Regions from separate parts of the Hordeum vulgare genome. Here region 1 is linked to region 2. The links are chromatin contacts, called in public Hi-C maps. All regions are on one chromosome and are shown on one strand. Each heading gives the region's core, a stretch centred on a gene start, on an enhancer-like site or on the middle of the called end of the contact. The rest is flanking DNA. Distances are from core to core; before and after follow the strand shown. Region 1 holds the start of LOC123412801 (UDP-glycosyltransferase CGT-like). Region 2 has its middle 160 kb from the start of LOC123408237.

The links. A called contact is a pair of places that touch in the nucleus more often than the background predicts.
Region 1: a Hi-C map of seedling shows a contact between it and region 2, with 4 times the contacts expected there. The contact joins the promoter of LOC123412801 here to the enhancer-like site in region 2. A contact is called at or near these places in 2 of 6 Hi-C or Micro-C datasets (leaf and seedling).

Annotation. Positions count from the first base shown.
Region 1 is chr7H:128,729,565-128,735,002 of MorexV3_pseudomolecules_assembly, forward strand. LOC123412801 (UDP-glycosyltransferase CGT-like) reads left to right here and starts at 1,494. Exons shown (of 1, transcript XM_045105744.1): 1 at 1,494-3,099. The coding sequence starts at 1,576. The coding sequence ends at 2,994.
Region 2 is chr7H:128,296,201-128,301,810 of MorexV3_pseudomolecules_assembly, forward strand. No RefSeq gene overlaps it. Among protein-coding and RNA genes, the nearest start is that of LOC123408237, 160 kb to the left of the region's middle. Within about 2 kb of position 2,946, at least 3 of the 3 cell types and tissues checked have open chromatin away from gene starts, as enhancers often do. A contact at or near this core is called in leaf and seedling, where this site is marked.

The DNA.
Region 1 (5,438 bases), core at 244-2,743, 430 kb after region 2:
GGGTGCTCTTGAAATTTTCATTGCAGGTCATCAAATAGCTTTGACAATGGGTAAAAGAAATAGTGGCTTTAACTATGCCTCAACATATTTTGAAGCCATTTGGTTAGTTACTAAATAATTATCGACCTGCTGTTTTCTATGTGTCATTCTTTCTTTGTGTCCATTTAGTTGTTTTATCTAGAATCAAAGTGGATTTGAAGCAGGGTGACGATGTAGCAGAACGATGACGCAATGACCAAAGAGCTGAAGTGGAACCGCTCATGGAAGAGGTGATGGGATGATAACGATGCAACCTCGTCATGTGATTGTTCTATGTATATTCGAGGTTCATCAGAAATAATATCTTAGTGAGATAAAATGATGGAGTCACATCTTAGGTGAAGATGGACGAAGGAGAGCTCATGCGAAGGATGGAGACAAAACAAAGCATTATTCTAATCAATTTGTGAATAAACATGTGGTGGAAAGAACGTTTCATGGCATATGACCATTTTTCTTATTATTTATACTAATGAGAGGTGCCTTATATCTGAAAATTTATTGATTGTGTTCCACTTTGCATGATGACATAGTAGAGTGAGGCATCAAAACAACGACATAGAAGCCACATGCAGAGTGGAGCCTAATAGATTGAGAGGATGTATGGTGTATGGACAACAAGGTGATGAAGACGCTAAAGGGGTGCAGTATTTGTTGGAATAGAGAGAACAAGCTGATTCTATTTGTGTCGTGGTTGAACATTACATGCAATGTTTCCGTTCGTGGGAAGGAAAATGAGTATTGCTTACAAATGCATTTGTTGATTTGTAGCAACGCACAGCCAGTCAAGTAATGTGTATGATGATGATAAGCTTGCCACATTTGAAAAAGATGAGCAAAACATAACTTTACACAAACCAGAATTGTAAGATGCATCTAATCACCCCCAATGCACATACAAGTGTCCAAACATCACACACCAAACTGGTCATTGATGCACTCGAGAAGATCAAACGAGTTGCGTAACATGGTTTTTTTTTTTTGAAATAATGCATAACATGGTTTTTACCTTGATATGTACTGTACTCATCATGTGTCATTAATTTATTATCTGACATACATTTCAAAGTTTGAGTTCAAATTCTTTAACACACATGTCGTGTGAGCATCCTATTTATTTCCTGAATTTTTCAAACGACTTCAAATTTGCAACATGAGCTTGGTGCATCGGGTGCACCACAAGCGCCGGTGGACCAGGTATTCTCTCAACAAACACGTCTTGGTGATTTGTTGTGTTCTTGTGGATATCTTTTTCGTTTTCGCAATAAAGTTCACACTTCACACCCGATGTGCAGGCATATCTGTCCGGGCGTTACACCTACTGCGCCGCTGACTGGCTAATCGTTTGTGATCTGGTTGTTGAGTCGTGTGGTACAGAGCACTGCTACGTCTCTCCCAAAAACAACGAGACCGTCTCCTCCCCTGGTATTAAGACACCTGTACTGAGCAGAACCTACACCCTGCACCAGCCAGCCAAAAAGAGGAGAGCATCCTCCTCGCAGCAAGAGAAAGAAGAAAACCACGGTCTCGGCGGCAATGCCGACCTCCGGCGACGCCTCGGGCGCCCTGCCCCACGTCGTGCTCCTCCCGAGCGCCGGGATGGGCCACCTCGTCCCGTTCAGCCGCCTAGCGGTGTCTCTCACCTCCTCCGGCCACGGCTGCGGCGTCTCGGTCGCGACCGTGCTCCCCACCGTGTCGTCCGCCGAGTCCGCCCACCTCGAGGCCCTGTTCGGCGCGTGCCCGGCCGTGCGCCGCCTCGACTTCCACCTCGCGCAGTTCGACGCCTCCGAGTTCCCCGGCGCCGACCCCTTCTTCCTCCGCTTCGAGGCCATGCGCCGCTCCGCGCCACTCCTCGGCCCGCTCCTCGCCGGCGCCAGCGCGTCGGCGCTCGTGACGGACATCGCGCTGGCCTCCGTGGTCATACCCGTCGCCAAGGAACTCCGCCTCCCCTGCTACGTACTGTTCACCGCCTCCGCCGCGATGCTCTCCCTGTGCGTCCATTTCCCCGCCTACCTCGACGCGAATGCCGGCGGCCCCGTCGGCGACGTCGACGTCCCCGGCGTGTACCGCATCCCCAAGGCTTCCATCCCGCAGGCGCTGCACCACCCCGAGCACCTCTTCACCCGGCAGTTCGTCGCCAACGGCCGCGAGCTCGCGAAAGCCGACGGCCTCCTGGTCAATTCCTTCGACGCGTTCGAGCCAGAAGCCATATCTGCACTCCGGGATGGCTCCGTCGCTATCGGGTTCCCACCAGTTTTCTCGGTTGGGCCACTCGCTCCGGTGAGTTTTTCTGCAGGTGAACCGGCGGAAAACCAACCTGATTACATCCGGTGGCTCGAGGCGCAGCCGGCGAGGTCGGTGGTGTACGTCAGCTTCGGCAGCCGCAAGGCAATATCCAAGGACCAGCTCAGGGAGCTCGCCGTCGGGCTCGAGGCCAGCGGCCACCGGTTCCTGTGGGTGGTGAAAAGCACCATCGTCGACAGAGACGACGAGGCCGAGCTCAGCGAGCTGCTCGGCGAAGGGTTCTTGGAGCGTGTGCAGGGGCGAGGCATGGTGACCAAGGGTTGGGTGGAGCAAGAAGAGGTCCTGAAGCAGGAATCTATCGGTCTTTTCATCAGCCACTGCGGCTGGAACTCGGTGACGGAGGCGGCGGCGAACGGATTGCCAATTCTGGCGTGGCCGAGGTTCGGGGACCAGCGGGTGAACGCCGGCGTGGTGGCGCGCAGCGGGCTCGGTGTCTGGGAGGAGCGGTGGAGCTGGGAGGGGGAGGAAGGGGTGGTGAGCGGGGATAATATCGCGGAGAAGGTGAAGGCGGTAATGGCGGACGAGACGGTGAGGAAGAAGGCGGTATGCGTCCAGGATGCGGCGGCGAAGGCAGTCGCCGATGGCGGCACGAGCTACAGCAGCGTGGCGCAATTCGTGCAACAGTGCCGGGATCTAAGCGTCAGCAAGTAATACCACGTGCCTACACTAGATTCGTAACAGAGAATAAATATCAATATTGTTCTACTACCTCACAAGTACTGTAATTTTTAAGAAAAATAATCCGCATCAGCAAAATAATAATTGCGTGGACGCTCGGAACCAGCGTTTTCATAATAATTTGCTAAAAATATCCTCAGGAGACCAACCCCTGCTGGAAATCAAGCAAAGGCATTTGGAGCCAAAAAGGAACAGATCTTGCATGCCCCTGTTCCTGCTGACCCTCCTGCTCCTGCAGTGCAGGCCCTTGACCCCAGCTACAAATACACAGTATGCTTTAATTTAAGTTGGTCTGGTCATTATGTTGAAAATTGCATGGCCCTGTTTGGATTCATGGGCTAGAGTTAGTTTGAGCTAGTTTGGGTTCAACTAGCCCTAAAGTATCCAAACATAAGGATTAGATTGAAGCTAGTTGCATCTAACCCACCCAAAAAAAACTATCCCATCCAAGAGATGCTAATTGGAGCTAGTTCTCATGGGGTTCGTTAAAAAATATTTTTCTCTCTCTCTCCCACTAGCCAAGAGATGCTAATTGGAGCTAGTTTTCATGGGGCCCATTAAAAATCACTTTTCTCTTTCCATAAAGTGCATCTATTGTCAATCTAACCCTTCCATTCAAACACCTATTTGGCTAGAGTTAGTTTAGGGTTAGTCATGAGCTAAAAACTAACTCTAACCACTAGCTAAGCTAGAGTATCCAAACAGGGCCATTGAGGCAAAAATGTGTTTCATGTGCGTTGGGAACCACAATGCGAACAACTGTGCAGCTTGGGCTAAACCACAACCTACTGCTACTTATTTCGGTAGTGCAACTGCTGGGTTAGGTTTTTACCATATAGATATTCTTGTGGCTGCTGAATCAAGCTCGTTGAATTATAAGAATTGTGCCATCCTTAAGGTGATTAAAGGTGAAGTTTCTGCTTCAGAGTTACTAACTCAGCTGAATGGGATTTTCTGTAAGAACAAGGATTGGTCGTGGCAGATCAGAGAGTTGGAGGAGAAGAAGTTTTTGTTAAGGTTTTCACCTTGGAAGAATGTAGAGGACCTGATTGAGTTCCCTGCGTTTGAACTGCCTATTGATGGTGTATCTGTAAAAATGTGTGAATTTCAAGGCATGCTTGACCCTTTTGGAGAATTTACTGAAGCTTGTGTTCAGATTGAAGGAATCCCTCCAAAGTGGTGTGCCTGGAAGATCTTTGCTCAGGTTGTTGCTTGCTTTGGCATCCTTGTGGATGTGGATTGGAATGGGATGTTCAAGAGTTTTTATGAGGTGGTAAGAATTAAAGTGGCTTGCAGAGATCCCAAAAAAAATCCTTTTGAAAGGTTGGTGGAGATGAAGAGGAAGCTCTATATCCTGTTTTTCACTGTAAAGGGCTTTGATCAGATTGGTGAAGAATCTGATGGAGATGATGTTGATCCTGATGGAGACTCTCATGAGGTCAATGATGAGGAAAAGGGAGGAGAGGATGGGGAGATGACATGGGGGATGATGGAGAAGATTAAGCAATTGATGAGATTGATAAGGCTAACTTTCAAACCAAGAATCCAGATAATGGAACTGGCAGGAAAGGTGTTCAAGGGGATGTTGTTTCTGCAGCTCATTTCCACCCCCACATTCTGGTGGATGTAATGCATGAGGAGTTCATTGAGGAAACTAAGGAAAAACTACCTGAAGAAGGGATGGCGTATCTGGAGACAGGTATGGAGAAGGATCTGGAGGTGAATACGGGTTCTCCTACTGGTGACAGTGTTGTGCCTATGTCAGTCCATCTGGACTACTGTTCTGAACAGCTACGTAAGTTTGATATGATGGAATCTGATGAGGATGAAGAGGAGATGATGCCTGAGATGCAGTGTCTGACTAGAGAGGTTTCCATTGTATTGGGGTCTACTAAGAGATCTTTGTTGGACACCCTCGAGAGAGAAGCTGGACAGAAGAAAAAGATCAATGCTACTAACGATGGGAGGTGGGGGGCTGTCCTCAACAACAAGCCAAGGACCAGAGAACATGGGAGGATCAAGATCATGGATAAAGCTCTTGCCTACATGCAGAAGAAAAACCTAGAAATCCCAGCTACCTTCAAAGGTAAATCATTTGCTAATCTTACTCCCGAAACTTTAATTTCTTATACAAATATGGTTGATATCTGCATAGGAAAGAATGAGATGGAACAATTAGATATTGTTTCTGATATGGTTAATGAGGAGAGAATTAAGAGTATTCAGTTTGCGGACAATAACCCGGAGATTGTTCTCCCTGATAATATAGACCTAGTCTGTGGGATAGTTGATAGTGATGTTAGGAGATATTCACCATCTACATCAGGGGGCGTTGCTGATGTAGAGGTGGAGAGTCCTAAACTGCGAACAAAATCTAGGCCTTATGGCTTATCGCACCCCTTTAAGATAAAATGATT
Region 2 (5,610 bases), core at 1,696-4,195:
GTGGGCTAGATGAGTTGGCTCGTTGGTGGCACAATGCATACGGGGTTGGAACAACTCGAGAGCTATTTCTTGCTTATAGCGAGTCATATATTAATCCCGCATGAAGGAGTTTTGCTAAAAGCCAATCCACTTGTATGTTTTTCCTTTGGTTTCCTTTAAGTTTTTCTTATGGTTTTTTGTTTTGATTTTCAGTATTTTCTTTGGTTTTTCTGCATTTCTCCACTTGTTTTCTTCTTCTTTTCTAAATTTTCCTTTCAATTATTTTTTTGGCTTCAGTTCGTTTCTTCGATTTTTCTTAGGGTTTATGTGTTCCTTAACAAGATTTTTCTCATTTTTTTTCTTTTCTTTCTTCCAGATTTTATTTTTGGATTTTAGTTTCTTTCTATGGGTTGCTACATTCTTCTTCATTTTTTGTCTCTTTTTTCATTTTTCAGCATACTATTGTTTTAGTACAAAATGTACATTTTTTCATATACTTCTGGAACACTTTATTAGTACACACTGAACATTTTGATTTATGTTTTTTTGAATACATTTTTTGAACATTTTTTAACACATGCTTAAAATGAAATAGACGTTGAACATTACTTTGAATCGCACGTCACAATGTTTTGAATTACATGAAATTTTTCTCCAATAAATTCCAGAAACCTGCTTTTTAAACACATGGACATTTTTAAAATTTAGTCACATTTTTCCAATGACTTTACATTAAAAAAATATATAACACTTTTTTGCACTGTATGTTATTTTAAAACAATTCCAGAGGCATTTTTTAAAACGCTACACACATAATTTGAAGGGGAAAAATATTATTTTGATTTACGTGGATTTTCTTGGTTTGTTGTGAAAACATTTTCTTAAGAAACATTTGTTGAAATACATGAACATATATTAAATGTCAATTGTTTTTAACGTAATCTATTTTTTTCAAGTTAAAATATTTTTTCCCATTACATAAACAGTTTTAGAACGTTCAATGAAAGTTTTTTCAAATTTAAGAATTGTTTTAAATTTTAGTAATCAAAATAAAAGTATCAAATAAAAATAATAAAATTGTGGGCGCGAGAGCAGGACTCCTCCGCTGGACCTGCCTATACAGCGAGATTTGCTCCTCCGCTGGACCTGTGCATTTATGGTGGCTCCTGTGGCGGGCGTTAAACAACTAAACAATTAGTACTCCTTGGTGGCTGTGAGCGCATCACTGGGCGCACTCTGAGCCGCCGTCGCCATTCGACGCGTGCTGATGCCTTTTTTAAATTTTATTTTGAAATCTTTTGTACGCTTCTACAATACTTAGATGGATTTCCCCCTTCTTTCGGTTTATCCTGGTTTTCTTAGGTTTTGGACAGAAAATAAATTTTGTCAAAAACCGTATTTTATTTCCTCTCAGAGATATACATTTACTTCTTGTGAATGCATAAATTTGTTCTCGTCAATTGTACCTCTAGGAAAAAAAATACAGGTGTGCCTCTCTGAAATACTAAAAAACACATTATTTTGCTATCGCGAAATGCATAAATTTACTTCTCGCGGAAGCATAAAATTGCTCTCGTGAGAGGCACACATGTCCCTCTAGGAAAATTGAAAATAAAAACATATTATTTCCTACCGCGAGCGGCATAGACTTTCTTTTCATGAAGGCATGGATTTGTTTTCGCGAGGGGCAAAATTGTGCCTCTCGGAGAATGGATAATTATTTTTTTCTCGTGGGAGTCATAAATTTACTTTTCATCCTGCACGGATTTACTTCCGTAAGGCACATGCCTGTACCTCTTCGAAAAGAACAAAAAGGCGTTATTTTTTCACGACAGGAATAGTTGTGCCTTTTCGGAAAGGAAAAAAATTAAAAAAATGTGTTTCATGGAAAACAATTCATAGAAAATTATCATCCTGAGATCTAGTTTTGAAGACGTCAACACGAGGAATTTAAGGTGAAAACGGTTCAAGATTTAGACGCACGGTTTAAGAGATAAAATGTTTTGATAAACAAATCTATGAAAAATAGATAACTTCTAGGTTATGACAACTGACGCACATGTAATATACTAATTTTGACAACCTAAGGAAATAATAGCGACCTTTGCAAAGAGTATGTCTTAATTAACGATTTTAGTAAATTCATGACCATATTCAAATTCATCTCGAGAGCTGCTCCTAAAAGCCTGTTGCGCTGTCTTGTGACCGCTAGGGATATGTCTCGCCCGTACCAATTGCAAGGCATTTTCTATTTAGCGCTGCATGCGCCAATGAACGTGCATTTTGTTAACTGGCGCCTGCAGCATTCTTAAATGTGCCGGCCCATCTAGTCGTCGGATGATGACTTTTTCTGAAAAACTCTATGAATTATTGAATATCGATGAATTTGTTTAAATTTCAATGAATTTTTTAAGAACTTGATGAAGTTTTCTCGGGAAATCGATCAACCTTTTACAAAATATTAAAGTTTTATGAAATTTTCTGAAATGGATGAACATCTATTTAAAATAGACGACTTTGTTTCAGAATTAATGAAAATTTTAAGGTTTTAAACTTTTTTTTCAGTTCAATGAACTTCTTGAAAGAATACATGAACTTTTTTTCAATATCTGTGATTTGTTTTTCAAATTTAGTAAGTTTTTTTACAAATTTATTGTGATTTTTCCATATTTCTGAAGTTTTGTTTCAATTTCAATTAAATTTTAAAAAAATTGATGAAACTTTTTAAAATATATGAATACTTTTTAAAATGGATGAAACTTTTTCTTCAAGTCTGTAAAATATTTTTAGTTTAATATTTTCAGTTTCATAATAAATACAAAATTTGGACGATTTTTCTTTCTGGATTAACGTAAAACAAAATAATAGAATAAAAAAACTGGACTGATTGCGTGCGTCTTAGTGGGCCAGACCGTTGCAGTGAAATTGTAGGCGCTGGATCCTGGGATCTCCAAGAAAACTCTATTTGACGCACTATGCGGCAAATACGCGGGGAACGCACACAAGCTGCCTGCCAGCGACAGGTTTGGGCCGGGCCATAGCAATCCCTGTTTTCGGAACCAGTTTTTTTGCCATTTTTGGGAACTATCTAGAAGATTCCCTGAACTATTTATCATTTTTAGCTTTTTTTTTCTTAGTCTTTTTTTCCTGTTTCTGTTTAAAAATGATTTGGATTTTCAAAAAATGTTTCAGAATTTTCAAAATGTTCTAGAATTGACAAAAATGTTTCAGAATTTGAAAAAATGATCTGAAATTTGAAAAAATGTTCGGTAATTTGAAAACATATTCCGCAATGTGAAAACTGATTCTAAATTTGAATTTTTTTTGCATATTTGCAAAAAATGTTCCGAAATTTGAATTTTTTCCCGATATTCATAAAATGTTACGGAATGTCAAAAAATGTTCCGAAATTTGGAAAAATGTTCCGAATTTGGGAAAATGTTCCGGAATTTGAAAAGGTGTTCCTTAATTTGAAAAAAATGTTCTGCAATTTGAAAAATGTTGCTGAATTTGAAAATTCCAGAACATTTTTTCAAATTCCGCAACACCTTTTCGAATTCCGCAACACCTTTCCAAATTCGGAACATTTTTTCAAATTTCAGAATATTGTTTCAATTTCCGGAACATTTTATGAATATCCGGAACGTTTTTCAAATTCTGGAACATTTTATAAATTTCGGCACATTTTTTCAAATTACCGAACAATTTTTGAGAATCTGAATCAAAATTTCAATTTAGGAACATTTTTCAGATTGCGGAATATTTTTCAAAATACGGAACATTTTTTCAAATTTCAGAACTATTTTTTTCAATTTTAAATATTTCTTTAAATTCCGAAACATTTTTAAACAGAAACAGAAAAAAAAGAATAAAAAAAAGTTAAAAATGAAAACCAGTTCAGGGAATCTTGTAGATAGTTCCCAAAACCGAAGAAAATTTGCTAAAATCCTAGGTTCCGAAAACTGGTATTGCTAATGGGCTGGCCCAAACCTGTCGCTGGCTGACAGCTTCTGTGCGTTTGTCCGCCTATTTGACCCAAAGAGCGTCAAATAGAGTGTTTCCTGGATCGTTACCGGACAACTGGACCGCTGACTAGGAGCTACCCAATTGCAAATACGAATCGCCTAGTGGGAAACAGAGGGCCGGGCCCAATCAGCTCGACTTCTTTTTCTATTTATTTTCCCTTTTTTTCCACTGTTAGAAGTCTAGTTTTCCACAGGTTTTCTATGGATTTCTTCTGTTTTTTATAGTTCTCTGTTTCCGCTGTTCTTTTTATCATCAGATATTGTGGTCTTTTCTTCGGTTTTGTTCTTTTTTTGTCTTAGTTTTCGATCTCACTTTCTTGGTTTTCTGTTTATTTCTTCAGTTTTCACTGATTTTCTCTCGGTTTTATTCCAACACATGTCTACATTTCTCATATGCATTGTACATTTTTATCATATATGTTGGAAATTGTTTTACACATGTTTAAAAGTTTTCAAATCAATGATTATCATTCTTTGAAATATATTTTTGATATCTACTTTTTTCATAAATATTGTAAACTTTTTCTATACAAATAAAACAGTTTTAATTATTTATTTCACATTTTATAAATACATTTTTTCTAAAACATGTTCTGAATGTCGAATACATGTTAAAAAATTAAATATACACTGGGACATTTTTCTAGTGATGAAACCATTTTTTCAAAAATATGCAACATTTGTCACATTGTACAAACATTTTATTTGAAAATGTCAGGAACAAAATTTCCAAACTTCTGAACATCTTTTCAATGTAATATGCATTTTCTAATGTATGATTCATTTTTTCTACAATGTATATTTTTTAATTTCATGTATATTTTTTGATTGACATTGTACATTTTTCATACACATGAGACATATGTTTATGCATTTAACATATTTCAAATGCATGGCTAACATTCATAAATTTATTTAAAGTGGTGCTTATGGTTTATATTTAGAATATTTGGAAATCTAACAAAAGTAAAAAAGAAGAAAAAGAAAAAAAAATGTGAATAAAAACAAAACAAAAAACAACAAAAATAAATACGGCATGATGATGCGACACAGTTACTCAGCCCAATATGTTCTCCGTGCTGGAAAACATGCTGGTGTGCCAAGGGAGCACTCTTGTACGTGGTCGTCTTTTTCTCCTTCCCAAAAAAATCTTCTTCATCCTCTCGCCGGCATCGCCAGCGGTCCATCCCGCCCCTGCTAGCCTTTGGGCCAAGGAGGTGCTCAGGATCTTAGACCCTCTCCAACGGGAGGGAACTCAATGTTGTTTTTAAAGCATCTCCACACGTTGTGTCCCCGAGGAGGCTTTTTTGGCCTCCTAGGGTTGCCCCGGCGCAATTTTTGCAGTGGGGGCGAAAAAAATTCCAGCCGTCCCCCACCCCAGCCGGACACATGCGGAGAGAAAGAGAGAGATGAGAGATTCCTTTATTGCATGCACATGTTGGCCCTAGTAGAAAAAGGGAGGAGAGAGGTTGGCCGGTGGGGTTTGTGCATGTAAAAATAGCGTTGGACGCCTCCAAGTACCCCCAAGGGGCTGGGTTTGGCATGGGGTTGCCGGGGCTAGTTTTAGCCAAATCCGACGCTGGACGAGGAGTTGGGGCGCGACTGT